2 separate regions of the Sus scrofa genome follow, and region 2 is linked to region 1. The links are chromatin contacts, called in public Hi-C maps. All regions are on one chromosome and are shown on one strand. Each heading gives the region's core, a stretch centred on a gene start, on an enhancer-like site or on the middle of the called end of the contact. The rest is flanking DNA. Distances are from core to core; before and after follow the strand shown. Region 1 holds the start of NFKB2 (nuclear factor NF-kappa-B p100 subunit). Region 2 holds the start of LOC102167427.

Evidence for each region. A called contact is a pair of places that touch in the nucleus more often than the background predicts.
Region 2: a contact with region 1 is called in a Hi-C map of liver, with 5 times the contacts expected there. The contact joins the promoter of LOC102167427 here to the promoter of NFKB2 in region 1. A contact is called at or near these places in 1 of 5 promoter capture datasets (fetal liver), 21 of 47 Hi-C or Micro-C datasets (adipose tissue, alveolar macrophages, blood and 12 more) and 1 of 2 datasets of contacts at active chromatin or transcription factors (alveolar macrophages).

The regions. Positions count from the first base shown.
Region 1 is chr14:113,404,218-113,410,041 of Sscrofa11.1, reverse strand. It overlaps NFKB2 (nuclear factor NF-kappa-B p100 subunit), which reads right to left and starts at 3,630. Exons shown (of 23, transcript XM_021072746.1): 1 at 3,509-3,630; 2 at 2,153-2,250; 3 at 1,815-1,896; 4 at 1,667-1,707; 5 at 1,330-1,428; 6 at 1,094-1,245; 7 at 728-834; 8 at 471-629; 9 at 81-185. The coding sequence starts at 2,173. LOC106506113 (a long non-coding RNA gene) reads left to right here and starts at 2,611. Exons shown (of 3, transcript XR_001301171.2): 1 at 2,611-3,133.
Region 2 is chr14:113,462,656-113,468,325 of Sscrofa11.1, reverse strand. LOC102167427 reads left to right here and starts at 4,416. Exons shown (of 3, transcript XM_021072752.1): 1 at 4,416-4,681. The region is part of intron 1 of MFSD13A (transmembrane protein 180); the gene reads right to left.

The DNA of each region.
Region 1 (5,824 bases), core at 2,381-4,880:
GGCCATTTGCCCTGAATCTGTTCCAGTCCCCAAGCTTGACCCCCAGTGTCCCTAGCTCCCGGCGTGGGCTCCAGCCTCACCTTTCTGCACCTTGTCACAAAGCAGATAAACCTCATCTCCACCCCGCACAGAGCCAGCTGTCTTGTCCATTCGAGAAATCTTCAGGTTTGAGGCTCCAGGAGACTCTATGGAGGTGGGATATCAATTATGTGAGATGATATAATAGTCGTGGTCCCATTTATGGAGCCAGGTTGCTTTGTATCATTTGGACAATGCCAAGAAGTACAGGAAGTGCTAGTATCTTTGTTTACACAAGACAGAAACCATATTCAAGAGAGGGGAAATGATTTGCTCAGGATCACTCAGTTTATTCATGGTGGGGCCAAGTTCAAACCCAGGCCTATCCTACTCCACAGCTTGAGGCTGCCCTCCATACTCCCTCTGGCACCCTGGGTAGTCAGGATACTCACTGCTGTCATGGATGGGTTGGGAGATAACCGGCTTCAGGGGCAGAGAGAAGGAGCCGTCACTGGCTCGAAGGAAGGCAGAAAAGCGCAGCCGCACAATGCTCAAATCCATCACCTTCTTCAGCTCCTTAGCCTCCTGCTCCAGCTCCCGACGCTCAGCCTCTGGGTATTGGGCACACATGTGACCCCTGGACTCCTCCTCCTCCTCTACTCTTCCCTTCCATGACCACCTCCCTTGACTCCCTCCATCTCCCCCATACCTGTAAGGCCCTGAGGCCTGGAGCGAAGCCGCTGCCTCTGAAGTTTTTGTATCATAATCTCCATCATGTTCTTCTTGGTCACATGCAGGACACCCAAGTTATTAAATCTGGGTGGGGGAGGGAGGGAGTCAGAGGCCTTGCAGGCAGTTCTTTGCTCTTGAGGCACCCTCCCCACTGCCAGGACTCAGCTCAGCCCTACTTCTCTAGGAAGCTTTTCTAGTTTTTACTTGGGGCTTTGGGTTCTGGGGCCAGCTGCAGTCTCTCCCCTTGGTCAGACACTAAGCTCACAGAGGTGGGCCAGGGCCTAGGACTGGGACAAGCAATGAGGGGGCATGCCATTGGGAGCCAAGGGTATGGGGCACCTACTGGGCAGTCATGTCCTTGGGCCCCACAGACACTGCGCAGACCCCCAGCTCCGAGCACTGCTTGCCCACCAGGCTGTGGGCATGAGCACGAGGCGGGTCACTGTGTGTTACCAGGTCCACCTCGATCTTCGCTGGTCCCTCATAGTTACAGATCTGTGAGGGGTGAGGGCTGTCAGTAATGTTTATGGACATTGTCCACGAGTCACCCCTGCCCCCCCCAGCACCATCCAGGCTCACCTTGACAGTGGGATAAGTCTTCCGGCCCTTCTCACTAGAGGCACCTGGCAGTCCTCCATGGGAAGGGCCTTCGCAGCCATATCGGAATCGGAAGCCTCGCTGAAGGTGCCAGGGCAGAGTGACATTGTGACCATGAGGCCCCCAAACCCCCCTCCCCTGCTACCAGCCAGCAGTGACCATAATAATTGCATGTATCTATCCTGAATTCACAACCATACTGCTGTGATCAGCAGCAACCAACCACCTCAACCCAAGTGGGTCTGTGGTCACCATGGCCACCCAACTATCCCACTTGCCCCCAAAGCTGAAACCATTCCATGCCATCTCTTTCACTCACCTGCTTAGGCTGTTCCACGATCACCAGGTAGGGGCCATCAGCTGGGGACAGAGGGACTTTGTTGAGCCAGGACTTCTGAGTCCATTCCCAAGGCAGAGGGCACATGTTCCTCCCTCCAAGACAAGGGGAGGTCGGGGGACTTACTAACCTGTCTCTGGGGCCGGCTCCTTGGGCTCCACAATGGACGGGTTGAATTTGAAATCATCATATTCGATGATGCCAGGCAGACTCTGCTGTGGAGACAGACTGGGGTAGCATCTGATTCTGAGCCACTCTCGGGGCCCTCCAGCTCTCAGCTCTCCAAGCCCTCCATAATCACTCCTCCTCCCCAGGCCCATAAAAGAAAACTCCTATTGGAAGCAGTTTGCAGACAGAGGTAACTGACAGGCAGGCTGAGATAATCTAAGGACATTACAGGTGCAGGCAGACAAGCAGACAGGCACAGGGGGCAACCGGCCGGCTTTGGGGCCAGGCAAAGTGACTCACTGGGTCGTAGCAACTGTCCATGTCTCTGGGCTAGGCCCAGCTCTGTCCGGTGGCTCCGGCCGGCCGGGTGCTGTTTCCCCGGAGTTTCAGGCGCCCGCCTTAGGTGGGGAGGAGTGGAGGGGTTGGGAGAGAAAGATCAGGACGGGAGTTGGGGGGAAAGGGGGGGCCTGGATTTAGGGGAGGGTCTGATCTCCAGCCACCCGTCCGGGTGTGGCGGGCAAGATCCGGTGGAGGGCAAGATCCGGAGCTGGGCTGGGCCGGGGAAGGGCAGGAAAGTTAGAACAGCTTAGGAAAGTCCCGAAAATACCAGGGGGAGGCGGGGCCGGAGGGGGCGGGCCTGGAAATGACGCACTGGCCACGCCCCCGAGACGGGAGGGGCTCAAGGTCTCAGTTGGCTTGCTAGCGCCCGCAGCGTCTCCGCGAAGTCGAGGGGCTACCAGATGCTGGGAAGGTCCCGCGGGGCTGGGCACCCCTTCCTCCTCCCTCCAGGGCAGGCGCCGGGGACGGGAGGGTCTTTCAAAGCTGGGGGAGGCTCCTAGTACGGGGTCAGGTCCGCCTCCTTCCCTCCCCCGTCCTGGAGCAACCTTGGGATTTTCTACCCCGAGTGAGGCCACGGCTGAATCACCCTGGGGGCTTTTGGGGGGACATTCCTGCAGTAGGAAGGCCTACTCCCCGAAGGCCTGTAGGTGGGGGCTCTTCCCAGTGAGGGGCCCCGGGGCTCTGCCCGGATAACTGGTCTCTGGGGCCCTGGGGCGGGGGAAGGAAAGGGTCTCCTTGGGATGGGCTCCCCTGTTACCCCTCCCGAAAACATCTCAACAGCCGTTAATTCCCACACTGCACCTACTCTGGCTGCCTACGCCCTACGCCCCAGTCCCAAAGCCGTGTGTAATACATGTATGCATCTGCATCATAGGTGTACAAGTGTGTTTCGGCCCATGTGCTTGCGTGTTGTGTGTTCATGGCTTGAACATGCGTATACAGGTGAGTGTCCTTAAACTTCTCAGTGCGGAAACATCTGAGCATGTATGTAAGAGCACAGGTGAACACATCTTCGAGTTTGTGCGTGAAGGGTATGGGTCCAGGCACCTGTGCACGGTGTGCGTGTTTTGCGGGTCCTTGTGTGAGCGAGTCTGCATGGATAGTGCTGTGCACACGCCGGCATATGTGAAGGTGTAACAAACGGCCCGCCTGTCTTTATACAAGGACATCAGTGTGTATGCGTGTATCTTGATCGTGTGCGTGCTCTCTGTGAGTGTGCAGACGCCTCTCTTCAGCCCTTGGGCTCGGTCAGCTAAGGGTCCTCCTCCCGCCCTTCCCCGTGTCCTGCCACCCAGGGGTCTGAACCCGGCCACTCACCGCTGCGGCGGCTCAGGTTCCGGATTCTCTCCCGGCCCGACCCACCCCGGACGGGTCGCGACACCTTTCCAGCTACCAGGACTCCAGCCGGGAAAGCCCCTTTTCCGCCCCAGGAGGGGGGAATTCCCGTGACGTTTCCGTGCGTCACTCCCCATGCCGTTTTTCATTGGCTGAAAGTTTAACTCCGGACTCGAGTAACCAATCGCAAGTGACTCAGGCGCGCCCCTTAGAGGGGAAATATTTGCTCAGCGCGCGAAGCGAGAGTGAGGATGGCCCTCAATCAGGTGTGAGTTTTGTCCTAGGGACCAGCCTGCTGCGGGATCCGCTGACCCAGCGCCATTCCCCAGCCGAGGACCGCGGCTCCGGTCTCCTCTCTTACCCTGGCCTGTCCCAGCCGGCTGGCAGCCCCTGCTGCTACTCAGCTTATGTTGCATCTAATGCTTGGCCACCTCAGAAGCCGGGGAATCCCAAGGGGAAGCTGGAGGGACCCAGCCCTCTGGTCCCTCGCTTCGAGCGGGGGCCCCGCTGCCGGGAAGAGTTAGGGGAAGAGGAAGGAAGTTGATTTGCAGTTGGTGCCAGAGCGCCATCTGGTGGCCGCTCTGGAGCCTCGAGGAGACTCCGTAATCTCAGTCTTCCCTGGAAGAGGCAATCTGGACCTAAAACTTGTTCTATAAAGTTTTTTGTTTTTTGTTTTTTTTTTTTTTGCGGGGTGGGGGGCAAACTTTCAGACCTGATCAGGAGCTCCGCGTTGGGTAAGAGAAACGAGGTGTTTATCTGGGAGACTCAGGCCTTGTTCATCATTCACAGAGATTTGGAATATCAGAATAGAAAAGCCATCCAAAATTAGTTCAAACTTCGCCAGAGTAGAAAATTATCTTTTGTACTGTTTGCAGTGTCTGCTACTCCCTCCTCGTCCATCTTACTGCTTCCTCCCTCCCCCTTGATAACCACAGGTCTGATCTCTATGTCTGTGAGTCTGTTTTTGTTTTGTAGATATTTGCCATATTTTAGATTCCACGTAATTGATGTCATATGGTATTTGTCTTTCTCTTTCTGACTTACTTCACTTAGTATAAGAATTTCTAGTTGCATCCATGTTGCTGCAAATGGTATTATTTCGTTCTCTTTTATGGCTGAGTAGTATTTCATTGTATATATGCACCACATCTTAATCCATCCATGTCGATGGACACTTTGGTTGTTTCCACGTCTTGGCTATTGTGAATAGTACTGCAATGAACCTAGGGGTGCATGTATCTTTTATTTTTTTATATGCATGTATCTTTTTGAATGAAAACTTTGTCTGGATATATGTCCAGGAGTGGGATTGCTGGATCATATGGGAGTTCTGTATTTAGTTTTCTGAGGAACCTCCATACTGTTTTCCATAGTGGTTGTAACAATTTATATTCCTACCAAAGGTGTAGGAGGGTTCCCTTTTCTCCACATCACCTCCAGCATTTACTATTTGTAGACTTATTAATGATGGCCATTCTGACCGGTGTGAGGTGGTACCTCATTGTAGTTTTGATTTACATTTCTCTAATAATTAGCAATGTTGAGCATCTTTTCACATGCCTATTGAAAGACATCCATATGGCTTCTTTGGAGAAATGTCTGTTTAGGTCTTCTGCCCATTTTTCGATTGAGTTTGTTTTGTTTTGTTTTTTGTTATTGAATTGTATGAGCTGTTTGTATATTTTGAAAATTAAGCCATTGTCAATCACATCATTTGCAAATATTTTCTCCCATTCTATGGGTTGTTTTTTCATTTTGTTTATGGTTTCCTTTGCTGTGCAAAAGTTTGTAAGTTTGGTAAGGTCCTATTTCTTTATTTCTGCTTTTATTTCTACTGCCTGGGGATACTGACCTAAGAAAACATTGGTATGGTTTATGTCAGAGAATGTTGTACCTGTGGTCTCTTCTAGGTGTTTTGTGGTGACATGTCTTATGTTTAAGTCTTTTGTTTTTTCTTTTCTAGGGCCACACCTATGGCATATGGAGGTTCCCAGGCTAGGGGTGAAATCGGAGCTGTAGCCGCTGGCCTATGCCACAGCCACAGCAATGCTGGATCTAAGCCACATCTTCGACCTACACCACAGCTCACAGAAATGCCAGATCCTTAACCCACTGAGCAAGGCCAGGGATTGAACCTGTGTCCTCATGGATGCTAGACAGATTCATTTCCTCTGAGCCACGATGGGAACTCCTTATATTTATGTCTTCTTTTTTTTTTTTTTTTGGTTGTACCTGTGGTATCTGAAAGTTCCTGGGCGAAGGATTGAATCCACACCACAGCAGTGACCTGAGACACAA
Region 2 (5,670 bases), core at 3,167-5,666, 57 kb before region 1:
CATGACTGTGCCACAGATGTGGCAATGCTGAATCCATAATCTGCTGCACCACGAAGGAACTTCCAATAGTGCCTACCTTTACAGGAATGCAGGGAGGATTAAATTAATGTTTGAGGAAGCCCATGGCACCCTGTCCGTCACATGGAAGATGCTCGGAAACAGATTTTCCTTGGGCTCACTTCTAACAAATCAGGGGAGGAGCAGGGGAATACCCTCGTAATCAGGCCTCTTCCTATGGTTAAGGAGGTTGAGGAAAAAGACAGCCACAAGGGGGAAGGCTCCCAGGCCCCTACCAAGATGTCCAGTGACCAGCCGCGGCTAGTGGAGGTGGCTCTTCAGAAGAAGAGGGGCTGCAAGGAGTAGAAACACATAATGCTGCTCAGGAGTGTCAGAGACAAACCTCCACCACCGACCGGATCTAAAGGCAGAGCAACCTGCCCAGGTTAACCTCTGCCCAGGGACAGGAAGCTGGGGGGGGGAGCATGCAGGCTCACTCCAGTGGCTTCTCTGCCAGATTGCAGCTCCTCCATCTTGAACTGCTTCCTCTATTAGCCCCACCCGCCACCCCCCACAGAGAACAACATCCCTGCCTCTCCAAGGGAGGAACGGCTTGGGGCTCACACCAGCCTAGTTGCATAACCTGCCTGAGATATGCAGTAACCTGCAACCAACTCCACCCCCACCCTGACACCCATCGGGAGAGCCCGTTGGAGGCCCCACGGCCCATTCCCCACACTCTCCGCTGGTATGGTCCCCATTGCGTGGCTTTGAGCCAGTTACTCCATCTCCCTGGGCTGCAGTCTTATCATGTATAATGTGGGGATGACAATGCCCACCTCTTCGACTGCTGTGGGGCTGAAATGCAAAAGGCACATAAAGCACCACACATAGTGCGTAGCACTTAGAAGACCTTCAATAAAGAGTAGTTATTATTTTTCTTTTTTCCTTTTCTAGGGCCGCTCCCACAGTATATGGAGGTTCCCATGCTAGGGGTCTAATTGGAGCTGTAGCCCTGGCCTACGCCAGAGCCAGAGCAACGCAGGATCTGAACCGCGTCTGCAACCTACACCACAGCTCATGACCTAGGCCACTGAGCAAGGCCAGGGATCGAACCTGCAACTTCATGGTTCCTAGTCAGATTCGTTAACCACTGTGCCACAATGGGAACTCCAAGAGTAGTTATTATTTTTCTTTTTCATGTCTCCGAAATTATCTTTGAAAGGTTTTGGCATCTCCTTCTGCCAAATCTATGGCTAAGGTTGTCTTTCAGCACCCAACACTGAGGTTTCTTACTGCCTTCTATATCCACCATCCCTCAAATTCTTTTTTCTTTCTTTTCCAGCCGCCCCATGGCATACGGAGTTCCCAGGCCAAAGATCAGATGCAAGCTGCAGTTGTGACCTAAGCAACAATGGATCATTAATCCACTGTGTGGCGCCAGAGATCGAACCTCTGTCCCAGTGCTTCCAAGACACTGCCAATCCTGTTGCACCACAGAGGAAACGCCTCAACTTCTTTGTTAAATGCCACCTCCAACCTTTGTTCATGCTGTTCCTTCCAACTAAAATACTCCAGTTGTAACTACATACCATTTCTCAAGCGTATAGAATATGCCGCTTTTTTATACCTATCATTATGAGTCTTTACAACTCTTGTTACTATTTCCACCCTCATCCTGTAAATGAAGAAAACGGAGGCTCTGGAGATTAAATTAACTGGCCCAAATCACAGAGCTATTAGGTGCTAGAGCCAAGATTCAAAACAGGTGCTTTTGACTTAAACAAAAAAACACTTCAGCATTTCTCAGATCACTCTGCCCAACCCCCACCACAATCTTACCAAATTCTGCCGATTCAAGGCCCAGTTCAGTGGCCCAAGCCTTCCTGAGGACACCAAGCCAGGTGTTCTCTCCCATTTCGGGTTCCTTGGCTCTGTATCAGGATCCAAATGCCTCTCTACTCATCCTCCAGCTCCCAAGCTCCTGAAGAGCAGGGCCAGATTATACGGGCCCCTGTTTTCTACTCCCAGCCTCCACCAGGCTCCTTCACCACATGCTAGGTGCTCAATTAACACCTGCTGGATCAATTTGCCCCTAAAAGGCCAGTATGGACATCCCCAGCCGTAGAAGGAGAGTCACCTCCAGATCCCACTGTGCCTCTTAGCTCTGCATTCTGCTTGGCTGTGGGAGTCAGAAAGAGGCAACCTGAGGAGCCCTGAGGTGAAACATGAACAGCAAGGCAACAGGTGCACAAAGAGGAACAATGATGATAACAAAAAGTACCATTTATTAGGCTTTCACCATGTGCTAAGGAAAACTGATACAATATGTGGAGAGAGCTCAGAGCAGGGAGACACTAGATCAGGAAGAGCTTTGGTAACCACACACAAGATCCTATCCTGAGGATGACAGGATCAGGGAGCCCTGGGGGTGGCCGGGTAGACAGAATCAGATCTGTTCAGAAGGAGCCCCCTGGCATCATGTAAAAACATTCCCCTCTTCACTCTATCAGGCTTCTTTCTGGGAGACAAAGGCCTAGAAAAGGATGGAAACAGTAGCAGCTTCCTAATTCCTGAACCAGTCTATAGTTGGGGTGGGGGTGAGAGATGCTGATGGATTTGGTGGAGGAAACCAAGATTGCCAGACGGGGCCCCTGGAGTGAGAGGCATCAAAAGGAGGACCTTGATTCCCTTCAGAAGGACCAGAGGCTGTATGAGAAACAATTAGGGTGGAGGGGGAAGAGCTACTAAGAAGCATGATTTGAAGTTGGGTGGCTTGGGTCAATCTGAACCTTACCACCAACTAGCTGAGTGTAGTCCTACATCTGCAAAGTGGGAGAAAATTCCATTCCCTGCCTGTTCCTAGGAGTATCAAATGAATTTGAAATATCCTACACAAATATTGTGTCCTTTTTTCAACAAGCAGGGGACCTTTGAATTGGCTGCTGTTTGCTGTTTCACATCCCCTTTGTCTCCCTGCCCATTCTTCCCACAGCAGGGTCAGTCCTGGCAGGGCTGTTGGGGAGGCCCACTCTGGACGGGTCCCCAATCTTCCACCTTCCATGCAGTGACTAATGGGCCCATCTTCCTTCTCAGGCTGGAAATGAACTTTCACCCTGTTGGGGGAGGGATCTTCTCCCTTTCCCTCCCCCCTTGCAGGTTACAGGGTAAGCAACTTCACCCCAGGACCACCTACCCCTCACAGAGATAGGTAGCCACAGAGGAGTCTGGGATGAACCCAGGAGCTCTTTATTCAGCAGCTAGTGCTGAACCTTTCGGTGGTGGTTGGCCAGCCCGCCTGCATATTAAAATCACCTGAGGAGCTGCTCAATAACACCAAGGCCCAAGCCCCACCCAGGCAATTAAATCGGGATTTCTAGGGATGTGGCCCAGCATCTGTGTTCTTTCAAAGCTCCCCAATTGGTTCTACCATGCTACTAGGGTTAAAAGCCATTATGGGAGTTCCCGTTGTGGCACAGTGGTTAATGAATCCGACTAGGAACCATGAGGTTGCGGGTTCGATCCCTGGCCTTGCTTAGTGGGTTAAGGTTCCAGCGTTGCTGTGAGCTGTGGTGTAGGTCACAGACGCGGCTCGGATCCCACGTTGCTGTGGCTGTGGTGTAGGCCGGTGGCTACGGCTCCGATTCGACCCCTAGCCTGGGAATCTCCATATGCTGCGGAAGCGGACCTAGAAAAGGCAAAAAAGACAAAATAAAATAAAATAAAATAAATAAATAAAAGCCATTATGTTAATGAAATGAACCACAGCCTGACGGGTTAATGAAATGGGTCCCTGATGCCTGATGCATCTTGCGACCTCAGACCCCAGGGAGCCTCTCTGCAAGGATTCCATCCTCATCCCTCAAACCCAAGCTTCTCCCACTCTGACCCAAACACTCTCCCAACCCAAACCTGATCACTCCAGGGACGCCCAGGGATCACTCCAGACAGCCCCCAGGACACCCAGAGCAGAGAGCATTCCGGTTCCCCTCGGGTTTGTCCTTTGTGTCTAACTGGCCCCCCGGTCCGGCCCGCTCCTGCCCCCGAACCCGGCCGCCAGCCAGCCCCTCACCGCAATTGTGGCAAGCGAAGCCTAATTCCGCGGCTGCCGCGAGCCAGGTGCCATCCAGTGCGCCTGCGCGCACGCCTCCGGGAGCTTCTCCAGCCTCTCCCTCCGCCCCTGCCCAGCGATTGGCTCTGAGCTGCTCCCGAAACCCTCTCTTCGGCAGGTGCCCGCGCCGAGGCTGTCGCCGCCATGCTTGTTATGGGCGCCTTGCCCTCTGGGACCGAAAAGGATGTGGGAGCTAAGGAGAAAGGAGCAGGTTGCCAGAATTCCTGACCAGCTCACCCTCTCTCTCTCCCCTCCACGAAGGCTTAATGTCATTTCAGTTCCAATCAACAAGGTTTTTTTTCTGAGAGCTCCCCGCACCTCTTCCCCCGTCTTTCCTTACTAGTAATTCAGAGACTGAAAAGAGCCCAGCACCTTCCTTCAAGCCTTATGGTCTGACCGGATGCACGGCTGAGACAGATAAGGAGATGGCAGTGGCAAGACCTGGGACTCCCTGATGCTGGATTGTGAGCCTCTCAAGCGTGACAGGCCCAGCTTGAGCTGTGGGCAGCAGGGCTCAAGCCACAGCCTCCTGAGAGAGCAACCAAGCAGCCTAACCTCCGCGTGTTATTAATGGTAATACTGAAACATAAGGCTACTGAGCTTTTTTTTTTTTTTTTTTTTTTTGTCTTTTTGCCTTTCCTAGGGCCGCTCCCGCAGCATATGGAGGTTCCCAGGCTAGGGGTCCGACCAGAGCTATAGCCACCTGCCTACACCGCAGCCACAGCAACACTGGATCCGAGCCTCATCTGCGACCTATGCCACAGCTCACGGCAACGCTGGATCTTTAACCCACTGAGCAAGGCCAGGGATCAAACAACCTCATGGTTCCTAGTTGGATTCGTTAACCACTGCGCCATGACAGGAACTCCAAGGCTACTGAGATCTTATGTGCCCTGCACCCTGCGTTCATGAAAGCACCCTGCATTCATTATCTTGGTGAGTCTCCACTTCATCATTCCTGGGAGGTAGGTGCTATTATCCCCATTTTACAGATGAGGAAATTGAGATTGGGAAAGATTCAACAACTTTCACACAGCAATCAAGACCCCCCCCCAAAAAAAAGAGGCCCAGACAAGTTAGCACCCAGATTTCCTGACTCTCAGAACAGGAGTCTTTCCTCTTCCTACCCCTGCCCAGGCTCCCAAAGTCAAAACTTGTTTTTTGGCTCAGTCTAGTCTGGTGGGGATGCTCCATGTCTTCTCCCAAAGGGCCTGTAAGCCTCCTCAGATTTCGAGGCAAACAGCACACACTCCAGACCTGTCTGCTGTTTCCGTACCCTGGGATATGGGGCGGTGAGCATGGCCTTTGGCTGCTGAGGAACCTGGCACTCAGTTCCCTAGCTCCACCAATTCTTTGTAAGGGGACCCTCTTTTGTGAGCCTCTGTTTTACTTCTTAGAGGGGTTTTGTGGGCATTAAATGAGAAATAGGTGTGTAAGAGTTTTGTCAACAGGAATATTCTCTTTCTCCTTCCTGATAGCCTGGCAAAGGGCCCACCCACAGCAAATAGTCCAATACAAGAGCCCAGGTGACCAGGCACTAAAGTCTGTTTAACCAGTTCCTA